2 separate regions of the Sus scrofa genome follow, and region 1 is linked to region 2. Evidence: chromatin contacts called from public Hi-C data. All regions are on one chromosome and are shown on one strand. Each heading gives the region's core, a stretch centred on a gene start, on an enhancer-like site or on the middle of the called end of the contact. The rest is flanking DNA. Distances are from core to core; before and after follow the strand shown.

Region 1 (5,854 bases), core at 3,023-5,522, 200 kb before region 2:
TCTAGACTTCAGTTTAGGACTTTGATATCATTCATTCATTCAACAAATATTTACAGCATTTATTGTGCCAGGTGCCATGATAGACGTCTGTTCTACTGTCGTGACGAAACCCTCGTGGCTCTTGTTCTCATGAAAATGGAAAGAAAGTTCAGTTCTAGAAAAACAAAGTTGACTTTGTCACTGTGAAATCTGTTTGTAGGAGAAGTCTCTAGGTCTTAGTAACCGGTAGCTAGTATTATTCTTTCCACTCCATATCAGCTAATATTGTAGGGTTAGCAAGAAACTGAGCCTAGAGTAATGGGGGGGCCTACACACTTCATTTCCTTCGCAGCACTCAAGGCCATGCAGAAATGATGTTTATGAGGCTAATTATACCTGGCACTGAGCTAGAGGGTGTAATGAGAGCCTTGCATTGGGCCCAGGTCCAACCCTCTGGGGCCTTACCTCTAAGAATAGCCAACGTGCTACCAAGTACATTTTTCTGGCCTCTGGCAAAGAGATTTTTCTGCACAAGATATGCTTTCAGTGTTCCCAAGAATCAGGCTTAGAAATGGAACTACTTAAACTCCATCTCTTTCCTTCCTTGTTATAAGGAACTAATAGGGCCAACTGCAGTTGGATTTCAATTCTAAAGGGAATTCACAGCTTGGGTGGAAGTGGCAGAATACCAGATTTAAGCCCAGTGAAAAAGTGTAAGTTTAGCAAGCCCACAGTTACCAGAGCCCTGCTCTACCTACTATTATTTAATTTATTCATTCATTTAATAAATATTTACCAAGTCCCCACTCTGCACCAGGCATCGTTATGGATGGCAGCTGGCTCCTAAGAGGGCAACTCCCAGCGAGAAGAGATCAGGAGGCAAGTACTCAAATACAAGCCTAGTCCCTTGGACCAGATGTGCCCACCTAAGCCCAGCTAGGTGTTAATAAATCAGCCTTTACGAATAATTTAACTCACGTGCTCTGTTTTAATATAGCCCAGGTTCTTGCCTGTTCCAGTTATTACTGCTGCATGTTTTTAATTTTATTTTTTTAGTTTTTGGCCTCCCCGCAGCACATGGAGTTTCCAGGCCAGGGATCAGATCCGAACTGCAGTTGCCACCTACATCAAAGCTGCGGCGACACTGGCTCCTTTAACCCACCATGCCAGGCTGCAGATCCTTTTGCACCATACAGGAACTCCTTATTGCTGCATTTTAAAATGACCTCGGAGTTCCTGTCATGGCTCAGCAGTCAACAAACCGACTAGCATCCATGAGGACGTGGGTTCGATCTCTGATGTTGCTCATTGGGTTAAGGATCCAGCATTACCATGTGCTGTGGTGGAGGTCGCAGACGAGGCTTAGATCCAGCATTGGCGTGGCTGTGGCATAGGCCGGCGGCTGCAGCTCCAATTCAACCCCTAGCCTGGGACCTCCATATATGTTGGGTATGGCCCTAAAAAGACAAAAGATAAAAACAGGAGTTCCCATCGTGGCGCAGTGGTTAACGAATCCGACTAGGAACCATGAGGTTGCGGGTTCGATCCCTGCCCTTGCTCAGTAGGTTAACGATCTGGAGTTGCCTTGAGCTGTGGTGTAGGTTGCAGACGCGGCTCGGATCCCACATTGCTGTGGCTCTGGTGTAGGCCAACGGCTATGGCTCCGATTCGACCCCTAGCCTGGGAACCTCCATATGCCGCGGGAGTGGCCCAAGAAATAGCAAAAAGACAAAAATAAATAAATAAATAAAAATCATTAAAATCATGTTCTATTTTATGTATATTTTATCACAATAACAAATTACGGGGAGTTCCTGTCATAGTTCAGCTGTAATAAACACAACTAGGATCCATGAGGATGTGGGTTTGATTCCTGGCCTCGTTCAGTGGGTTAAGGATCCAGCATTGCTGTGAGCTGTGGTGCAGGTTGCAGACACAGCTCAGATCTTGTGTTGCTGTGGCTGTGACATGGGCTGGCAGTTGTAGCTCGGATTTGACTCCTAGCCTGGGAACTTCCATATGCCACAGATGCGGCCCTAAAGAAAAGAAAGAAAGAGAGAATTATGGAAGGATTAAAGAAACCTTAATGGCTTGAAACAACGATTTAACTAGGATCACAGATTGAGGGGTCAGACTGAATTTGCAGCAGGGCGCAGTGGGAAGGGTTCATCTCTGCTCCAGGGTGTCTGGGCCTCAGGTGGAAACACTCAAAGGCCGAGGAGGGGGTGGTTAGTGTTGAGGCGCTGGAATCATCTGAAGCTCTTTCATTTATACGTCTGGGTGACTCAAAAACTGGGACTGTCTACTGGAGCATCCACTGTGGCCTCTCCTTGTGGTTTGGCTTCCTCACCACATAGTGGCCTCAGGTAGTCAAACTTTTTATATGGTAGCTCAGAGCACAAGCATGAGTGTGGAGGGTGGCAGAAGGGAGGCAAAACCTGCATCTCACTTATGACCTAACCTTGGAACTTCTGTCATATGCCATGTTGGTCAAAGCAGTCATAAACCTATGCAAATTCAAGGTTGGGGGTGGGGAGAATTAGACTCCATGTTTTGACAGGGGAGCATCAAGATTACGTTGTGGAAAAACATGTCTGAAGGAAGATTATGGTACAGCCATTTCTGAAAAATACAACCTGTCATATCACCTTTCACCATGGACCAAAAGCAAAGAAACCGCAAAGGAATCAGTTTAGATTAACAGAGATCTAAGAAAGACATAGTCCAACTATTCTAAGGATTAGCAGTTTACTCCTTATTTTTATTTTTTTCTTCTAGCAGTTCACTCCTGAGAGGATCCTTCCTCAGGCTGGGCAAATGCCAAGGGCATCAGGCTGAGTGTAGAGAGTTGCTGGTGTCTAGTTGTAGTCCTGTCAGTCCCCAACTGTGTGTGATTTCAAAGAAGAAAGGCTTTTCATCACTAAACTTCCTTACCTCTAATAAAACAGAGGTGATTCTTGACCCTGTTTCATCAGTAAGGTTCTTGTATTGTTTTAAGAACCAAGCAAGTAGTTCCCTTCATGGTGCAGTGGTTAACGAATCCGACTAGGAACCATGAGGTTGCGGGTTCAGTCCCTGCCCTTGCTCAGTGGGTTAAGGATCTGGCGTTGCCCTGAGCTGTGGTGTAGGTTGCAGACGCAGCTCAGATCCCATGTTGCTGTGGCTGTGGCGTAGGCTGGCGGCTACAGCTCCAATTAGACCCCTAGCCTGGGAATCTCCTTAGGCTGTGGGAGCAGCCCTAGAAAAGGCAAAAAAAAAAAAAAAGAAGAAGAACCAAGCAAAATATCCTATGTGAGGAAAACGTGTTGCAAGTGTCCACAAATTGAGCCCACAGGTGGACGGCCCACTGACAATGCAGCTGGTGCAAACCACATGCTGCTCAAGTACCACTTCCTCCATAGCAGACTCCGTCTTGTTTTTGTTGCCTGCCTTAGAAGTAGGAGAGACGGATGGAAGCTCAGAGAGGGCAAATGGCCTGGACAGAGTCACACACTCAAGAGATCAAAACCCAGACCTTTACATGATGCTAAAACTTTCTAAAGTGTCGTCACTGACATTTTCATGGGTGACTCTGACCTTAGCTGAGAAGCCTAAATACAGATTATAGTTACCATCTGGAGTCACACTGACTGGGCTCATATCCTAACTACTTACCAGCTATGTGACCCCAGAAAGATAACTGATGTTTCCCCATATATAAAATGGGAATAAGACTTCCCACACAGGGTTAAGAAATAACCAAATTAACATAAGGTACTTAAAAAGTTCTCTTGTGGCTGCAGCGGGTTAAGGATCCAGTATTGTCACTGCAGGGGCCTGGGCCACTGCTGTAGCACAGGTTCGACCCCTGACCCTGGTGCGGCCAAAAGAACTCAAAGAACAAAAAACATAAGGTACTTAAACCAGTGCTTCACACATTAATAAGCACTTTGTGTTCGCTGCTGCTACAACCACTACTGTATACTTAGTATAAAATAGGTGTTAAATGTTTTAAGGTAAGACATCCAAAAATGTAACGAAATGTAAGGGCAGAAGTATTTCCTTGAAGTGATAAATTCATTTTGGAGAAAGCTATTAAAAATAAACCCAACCCCTACTATTTGTCAGCCTTAAGTTTATAGAAGCAAAATAAAGCTCAGTGGAAATTTGCCTCTGATGCCTACAGTTCCCAATGCATTGATCTTATACGTTGTCTCTGCGCAGCCAGCACTGTTCAGCCCACGTGGATTCTTCTCGCCCTGCTTCCACTTCCAACTCTCTCCCCGCCCCGCCCCGTTTCACATTCGGCGCCTGAGAGTGACGTCAGACGCGGGCGCCGACGGCCCTGGAGCCAGTGCCCCGCGCCTGTGCTCTGCCCAGGTGTGGTGCGGCGCTTGTCTGAGGGGCGACTGCGGGACTCTACACCCGCTGGGTCCAAGTCTAGCAAAAAGGTGTCGCTGCGCAGAAGACCATGAACCGCAGCCGCCAGGTGACGTGCGTGGCCTGGGTCCGCTGCGGCGTGGCCAAAGAGACGCCAGACAAGGTGAGGCCTGGTAGCCCTGGGAGGTAAGGGGAGCGGCTCTTTGCAGCATCGTGGGTCCGCGCCGCCTGGGAAGCCTGGACCCGGAGCGCACGGCCCTGGCGCGGCTCGTAGAACTGACTTGGGGTGAGGCCGACTGTGGCCTGATTGTCATCACTAGGGCTGCGGCCTGAGGATCTGGGACTCCTGGGCCTGGGATCAGCCCACTGCCCCCCGACCGTCCTTCTCCCAAGCCCAGCCCCTCCCTCTAATTCGTACACACGTGGATCCCACGGGCTGGAAGGAAGGGGGCGGGGTGCTGCTCCCAATGGGAACTGCCCCAAAGCCTTCTTGACTGTACCATGTCATCGCCCACCATCCCAGTGCGTTTTTCAGGCATAACGAGAGGAGGGGGCACGTATGTTAAACTCCATTTCCACTCTTTTGCTAGGCATTTAGAGGAATACACTGGGTGAAAGCTATGGGGTAGAAAACCTGGTGTGGAGACTATGGTTTCATGAGGCTGGGAGTTGAATTGAGAATTTTTTGCAATGGCCCAAGTGAGATTGTTACAGAAAGAGGGGTCCAGCTTCTCCCTGTTCTAAAGCCGATAAAGAGACAAGTTTGGGGAAAGAAAAGTTTGCTTTATTTAGGAGGCTAACAAAGGAGGGTGGATTCAAGTCAATGGCCAAGTTCCCCGTCTGATAGTGGGCAAGAGCTTTAAGGGGGAGTTTCAGGGGTGTAGAGGCCGAGGGAGGGGGCTGTATGCAGTACAGTTGACTCTGAGGGTCCTCTGGAAGTTGGTCATGCAGTGGTCTGATCAGCATCATTTAGACTGGTTTAAGTGCAGTTAGTCTTCAGTTCTCGGGTTCAGTTCTCAGTTCTTCAGTTCTCCGGTTGATTTGTTCCCATTTCTTTGAGGCTAGTTCTCAGAATTATGGCAGCTTCTGTCATGACTACAGTCTGGTCATCAGTGTAGTTAACTTCTTCCACCTGGTGGGGTTTCAGTATCTACAAAACTGCCCTCAGGATATGGTTCAGAATATTATCCATTGCCTTGAGGAGGAACTTAAAGGTCCTTAACTTTGTTTAATGACTTACTATTTTGTCCTGTTTGACTGCTTTCCTTTGCTTCCGTTATCTTCTCACCTCTCTGATTAAGCTTACTCTTTGAAGTTTTTCAGCAGACAGAAAGCAGGCAGCGAATGGAGGGGTGGAGGGGTGGGGAATGGGCCTGCTCTGTTTCAGGATGTTGCTGTGGCAGTGGGGGTGAAAGGTAAATGTGGCCTTTTTTTTTTCCCCTTCTGTTTTCGCCTTTTAGGACCGCGTGTGCAGCATATGGAAATTCCTAGGCTAGGGGTCAAATCCGAGCTGTAG
Region 2 (5,890 bases), core at 2,069-4,568:
AATTAAAAAAATAAAATAAATATCTTTAAGTCCAAATCGATATACATGATTGGCTAAATAGGCAAGAGACAAATCTCCGGTGCAGAAGAAATTAATTTATATTGATACGCAACTCTTAAAGAGATAGAGCATAACTCCCACTCTTTTTTTTTTTTTTCCTTTTAGGGCCACACACATGGCATATGGAAGTTTCCAGGCTAGGGGTTGAATTGGAGCTACATCTGCCAGCCTATACCACAGCCATAGCAACCCTGGATCGAAGCTGCGTCAGCGACCTATCCCACAGCTCAAGGCAATGCCAGATCCTTAGTCCACTTAGTGAGGCCAGGGATCGAACTCGCATCCTCACGGATACTAGTCAGGTTTGTTTCCACTGAGCCACCACAGGAACTCCGTAACGCCCACCCTTTAAGTATGGATTACACATAGTGACTTTCACCCAAAGGGTACAATATGAAAAGGAAAGGAGTAACTTTACAGTGGAGAAGCCAAGCAATCAGGGTTAACATCAAAAGTGAGAGGTCACAATGAGAGCATGCACTGCCGATAGGATGTGGTGACAAGGACAGTTTACCTAGGTGGTCTTCTTTCCGGAAGCACATTACAGTCTAATCATGAGAAAATATCAGACAAATCCCAACTGGGGGGCACTTCACAAACCACCTGACTGGGAATCCTCAAAACTGTCAAAGTCAAACACAACAAGGAAAGCCTGACACTGAGGCAACTGAGAGGAGCCTAGGAGATGAGACTACTAAATGTCATGTGACATCCTGGATGGGATCCTGGGACAGAAAAAGGACATTAGGAAAAAAGTGGGAGATCTGAATAAGTATGAATTTTAGCTAATAAAAATATCTACAGTGGTCCATTATATAGTTGTGACAAACACGTTACACTAATTTAAGACGTTAATACCAGGGAACATTGGGTATGTGGTATGTAAATCTTTACAATGATTCTATAAATTTGAACTGTCCAAAAATAAAACATTTATTTAAAAAAAGCCTGCAGGGAGCCAAGGAATGGACTCCCATGGAAGGGTGACATCATCCCTTTGTAATATTCTATGAAATGGTCCATTAAAAAAAGAAATTCAAATTTCCGAACGCTTTGAAAGTTGCAGTGCCTATTGCTTGCAGACAGTAAGGTGACATTCCAAAAAAGAGAAAAACCAATTCTCAAGGAGGGAGATAGTTGAGGGAAGAAGTATATAACATTCTCCGGGACCTTGGGGGCTTTGGGGGATTATCTTCCAGAGTACCTTAAATCTTGGCTGTGCCTTAGAGATGCTCTGGTTCTCTTCCAGGACCCTCCTACATCCTGTGGTCCTACTGTTACACCCTATTGGGCAACGGATTGAGACAAAGATCCGTGGTGGGTTAGTTTTCTATTGTTGTCCTAACAAATTACCACAGGCTTAGTGGTTTAAAACAAAAACCAGAACAACAGGTATTATCTCACTGAATCTTTACAGCATACTTGTCTGATGGAGTTTTGTTACTATTTTCATTTTTACGGATGGTAACTTATCCAGGTTTATGTGTACGAAGAGGTGGACTGTGGCAGACAGTCTCTAAAGATGGACACCACACTTGCCTTGCACTACTTTCTCCAAGAATGTTATTTCAGAGAGTAATAAACGTATCTTGCTTAGGTTGCTATTATTGCAGATCTCTGTTTGAGGAGCTGAAGCTATATCCTAATACAGCCTCCACACACAGCCATTTTCCAGGATCCAGTATTTCTACCTCTGAAACATCTTCCTTCCTCATCCCATTGTCTCCATTTCTACTGCCCTCCCACCAATTCTTTTCTTCTCTGTTACCCAAAGGGCCTCCTAACTGGGCTGGTCTCTAGTCCAGTGGTTGTCAAGAGAATTTTCCTCCTAGGGGACATTTGTTAAAAGTTTAGAGACCATCTCATTCTCACAAGTGTGGGAGGGGGTTCTACTGGCATTTTGTGCAGAGAAATCAGGGATGCTGCTAAATATTCTACAAGGTACAGGATACTTCTCCACAACAAGGACTTGAGGCCCAAATGTCAAAGTTCTGAGGCTGAGAAGCCCTGACCTAATACTTCTCCCATATTCTACCAGTGATAGATTTCACATTTCAGATCTGACCCCCGTCCATTGTGGTATACACTTGTCAGACCCACAGCCTCAGCCTCCCATCATCTTTTGAACAGCCTTCCTAGATCTGGGGAAGCTCATATAAGTCTCGCCTCCCCAAGAAAGGAGTTCAGATCCTAAATTCCGGGCTGCTTTGCAGCCAGGACTCAGTTTCACTCAACCAGATGCATCCCTATGAGCCTCTGACTAAGAGGTGAGCAAGGGAGCAAGGTGAGGAAAGGGGCTCTTCTGGAAGCTTGGCATTTTGATGGTGCAAAAACATGTGGCATTTGAAGATGACAGCCATTCCCCAGTGGTTCTTGGAGCAATGACAGCAGTTCCCTCCAGTGTGAGGTGGGACAGCAGCAACAGTCCCAGTCAGGATAGTTTCCTCATCAGGCCAGTTCTTCAGCTTGGTTCTGAGCATCATTCCTGGAAGCTTAACCTGGAGTCACTTCTCCAGTCCTCCCCAGAATCCCCCAGCTATCCAGTATCCTTTCAATATGCTCTCTTTCTACTTAGTCAGAGTCAGCCTCTATTGCTCAGAACTAAGAACCCTGCTTAAATGTCTCCAATGGCTTCCCATAGATTCTAGAATGTGTCCCAAATCCTCTGCTTACCTCAAGGCTCTTCTTTATCTGGGATATACCCACTCTGTCCACGTTGAGCCACTGTGCCAACTCTGGTCACATGGAGCCACCCTGATCCTGTTACTCTTCCTCAAGCCCATATTGCCTACCACTAAAGAACCCAACTGGACTGCATCTCTTCTCTACGTATCCCAATCCCCAGGACTATTCTTATCTTTAGCATAAACAAGACACTTTTTAGGCTCTACTGCAAGAGTTGATTCAGGTACCCGTAAGCTCTGCCCGGGTAGGAACATGTCTTCTCAGCACCTAGGATAATATCTGGCACAAAGCAGGTGATCAATACATATTTATTCAATGAAGGTCAGAATGTGGACAAGCACTGCCACCTATTGGGAGAAACTTTATTCAACTCTTATAACGATTTGGAAAATGGCTATCATACAAGGATAAAACCTGATAACTCTCTTCCTTATCTAACTTACCTTCACCATCATTATTGCCAGATCCTCTGTGGTAGCCACATTCCCAGATGGCCCTTAATTATCCTTGTTTACTGGTACTCATGTCTTTGGGCTGATTCTTCCACAGCGAAGGCTTGGTTTGTGATCAACAGAATATGACTGAAGTAATGGTATGTGATTTCTGAGACTAGATCCTAAAAGACATCGTGGCATTTACCTTGGTCCCTCTGGGAAGCCAGAGGCTAAGCCATTGGGACACTCAGATGGTCCCACAGGGAGGTGCATGCAGTGAAAAACTGAGGCCTCCTGCCAACAATCATGTGATTGAGATGCTCCAGTCCGAGTCGAGACTTGAGATAACTGCAGCCTTGACATGTATCTTGACTGCAATCTCCTGAGAGATTCAGAACCATACGGCCACCCGTACCCAAATGCCTTGACCTATAGATCCCGTGTGACAATAAGCGTTTGTTGTCTTAAGGTGGTAAGCTTTGGTTGACTGTTATGCACCGCCAGATTACCAATATACTCTGACACCGATCTCTGACTACGAACTGTTTCAATTTTGCTGTATCGGGGGAAACTACTACAGCCTGGGCTCAGGCTAAGGTTTCTGAGTAGAAGGTGCCAGAGTCAGGCGCCATGGAGGAACTGGGGTAAGAACCAGGCACACCTGGGCCTTGCAGAGTGGCTAGTAGTCGCGCCTGTAACATCCCCCTCTGCGTTAACTTTCTCCAGGTCCGACTGAAAAGTGGCGCTCCAGCCACCAGCGCAAAAGCCGCGATACTCGAGCCCGGTGGCAGCCTCGGCGCCTGCGCAGTGCGCTCTTCGCCTCTCAGGGGGCGCCGTTGCGCGCCGAGTCATCGATCGCGAGTCCCAGAGTGGCTTGGCTGCGCGTAGGCCTCCAGCTGCCCCTAGCAGGGTGGGCTCCAGGGGGCGCCCTTGGGGGGCGGAGCGCTCATGTTCCCAACACAGGCCGGCAGGACGTCCGTCGCGGCAGGGCCTTCTCTCCGTTAAACCTCAGCAGCCCCATAGCGCCGGTGGTCGCCACTCTAGGGCCGCCGCCACTTGAGGCGGGAGCTGCCCGGCCCCGCCGTAGTCATCGTCGTCGCCGCCTCGGGGTCTGGCCCCTGAGTCCTCCTGGCGCCGCCATGAAGCTGCGGGTCCGGCTTCAGAAGCGGACCTGGCCGCTGGAGATGCCAGAAGCGGAGCCGACCCTGGGGCAGCTGCGCGCGCACCTGAGTCAGGCCCTGCTGCCCACCTGTGGGTACAGGTACGCGCCGCGGAGAGGCGGGGGTGCGCGGCAGGTCGGGGAGGAGCGCGGGGCGGTGCGGGTACGCCCCGGGCCGTCACGTGAGGCCGGGCGGGGAACGGGATGTTGCCGGGCCCGCGACCCTGCGACTGTGACGCGCGCCGACCGGAGGACCATCCGGCGCTCGGGCTGCAGCTCGCGGGGTCCCAGCTCCGGAGGTCATGGCTCGGCGTCCCGGGGGCCCCGATCCCCTCCAGGGTGAGCCTTCGCTTCTGTTTTTGCAGCAAACGTACACAGGGATAGGCTAGGACGACACATTCTCACGCCCTTTGAAATAGTTGGAAATTATGGATTTGGCTTGGGTTAAACCTTTCCAGCGATTTAAGTTCACATTTCCAGCTGTCGGAATATTTCAGTTTAAAAGTTTGGAAAGTACTAGAACAAGCAAGAAACCTTCCCTCTGTCCGAGGCCACCTGTGACTTTTACCGCTGCGGTGAGGCTGCAGTAGCTTTAAGACTCGGTTAAGTGTGTGTGTACCCGGCCCCGCAGTGAGCACTTTGACTTCTCTTTGCGAAGTTTTACAAAGTGCAGTGTATCTGTTTAAATAACATTATTTTCCTAGACAAGATATGTTTATTTTTTCCTCGCTGAAAACGAAGTAATTTACATTGTTACCCTTATGATGATCCTGGAGACCTTGCAGTTAGCGGGCAGTGACATTGAGAAATAATGGATCAAATTCTGTTATTTATGAGGCTGCAAATAGGGTTGCTTTGTTTCCGAAAGCGTATTCTGGGGACCATACCCTGGGAGTAGAGGGCCAAAAGTAGGGGTGGTTCTTTTCAAATACTGAGTTAGCGAATTTGGAATTTGAGTGTGCTGAGAAAAAATACAAAAGATGTTCTCTGGGGCCTTTTAGATGAATTCTTCAAAAGAAAACCTTTCTGTTAAATAAGTGGCTCCTTTCATAAGATTTTTGTAAATTTACTTTTTTTTTTTTAAGGAATTCAGTAAAATGAGGCCTTATTATAAACTTTTCACCCTTTCATTTTTCAAGTTAAGACAATATTATGTTCAAAGTCAGATTAAACAAATACAGAAAATGAGGGATTGACATCATTCCTTTTAAGCATTATATTAATTGACATGCCAGTTGTTTTTTGCTTGGTGTTAAACCTAAGAGTTTTGCATGTAGGCGTCATCACCCCATCATAAATTGTCAAAACCAACTTCTCTTTTTAAAGTATTCTCATGTATACGTATATATATTTTATTATTATTATTATTATTTTTAATTAGTTGGAACAATCTGGAAAGGATGTGAAACTCAGTATGATGCTTTGTTTACCCAAGAGCCCAAGTTAGTTTCTCTTTCAGGTCTGTTTTTACAGTTGAGGCTGCTTAACTGCAAGGAATGTAAGCTTCAGCTTGTGAAAGTAAATTCATTCTTCTGAAAGTATGTTCATTTTA

What was found. A called contact is a pair of places that touch in the nucleus more often than the background predicts.
Region 1: a contact with region 2 is called in a Hi-C map of liver, with 4 times the contacts expected there. The contact joins the promoter of PWP1 here to the promoter of BPIFC in region 2. A contact is called at or near these places in 4 of 47 Hi-C or Micro-C datasets (liver and skeletal muscle).

The regions. Positions count from the first base shown.
Region 1 is chr5:12,729,302-12,735,155 of Sscrofa11.1, reverse strand. It overlaps PWP1 (periodic tryptophan protein 1 homolog), which reads left to right and starts at 4,272. Exons shown (of 16, transcript XM_003126076.4): 1 at 4,272-4,501. The coding sequence starts at 4,430.
Region 2 is chr5:12,524,356-12,530,245 of Sscrofa11.1, reverse strand. It overlaps BPIFC (BPI fold-containing family C protein), which reads right to left and starts at 3,318. Exons shown (of 18, transcript XM_005655521.3): 1 at 3,189-3,318. It overlaps FBXO7 (F-box protein 7), which reads left to right and starts at 4,313. Exons shown (of 9, transcript NM_001171751.1): 1 at 4,313-4,440. The coding sequence starts at 4,319.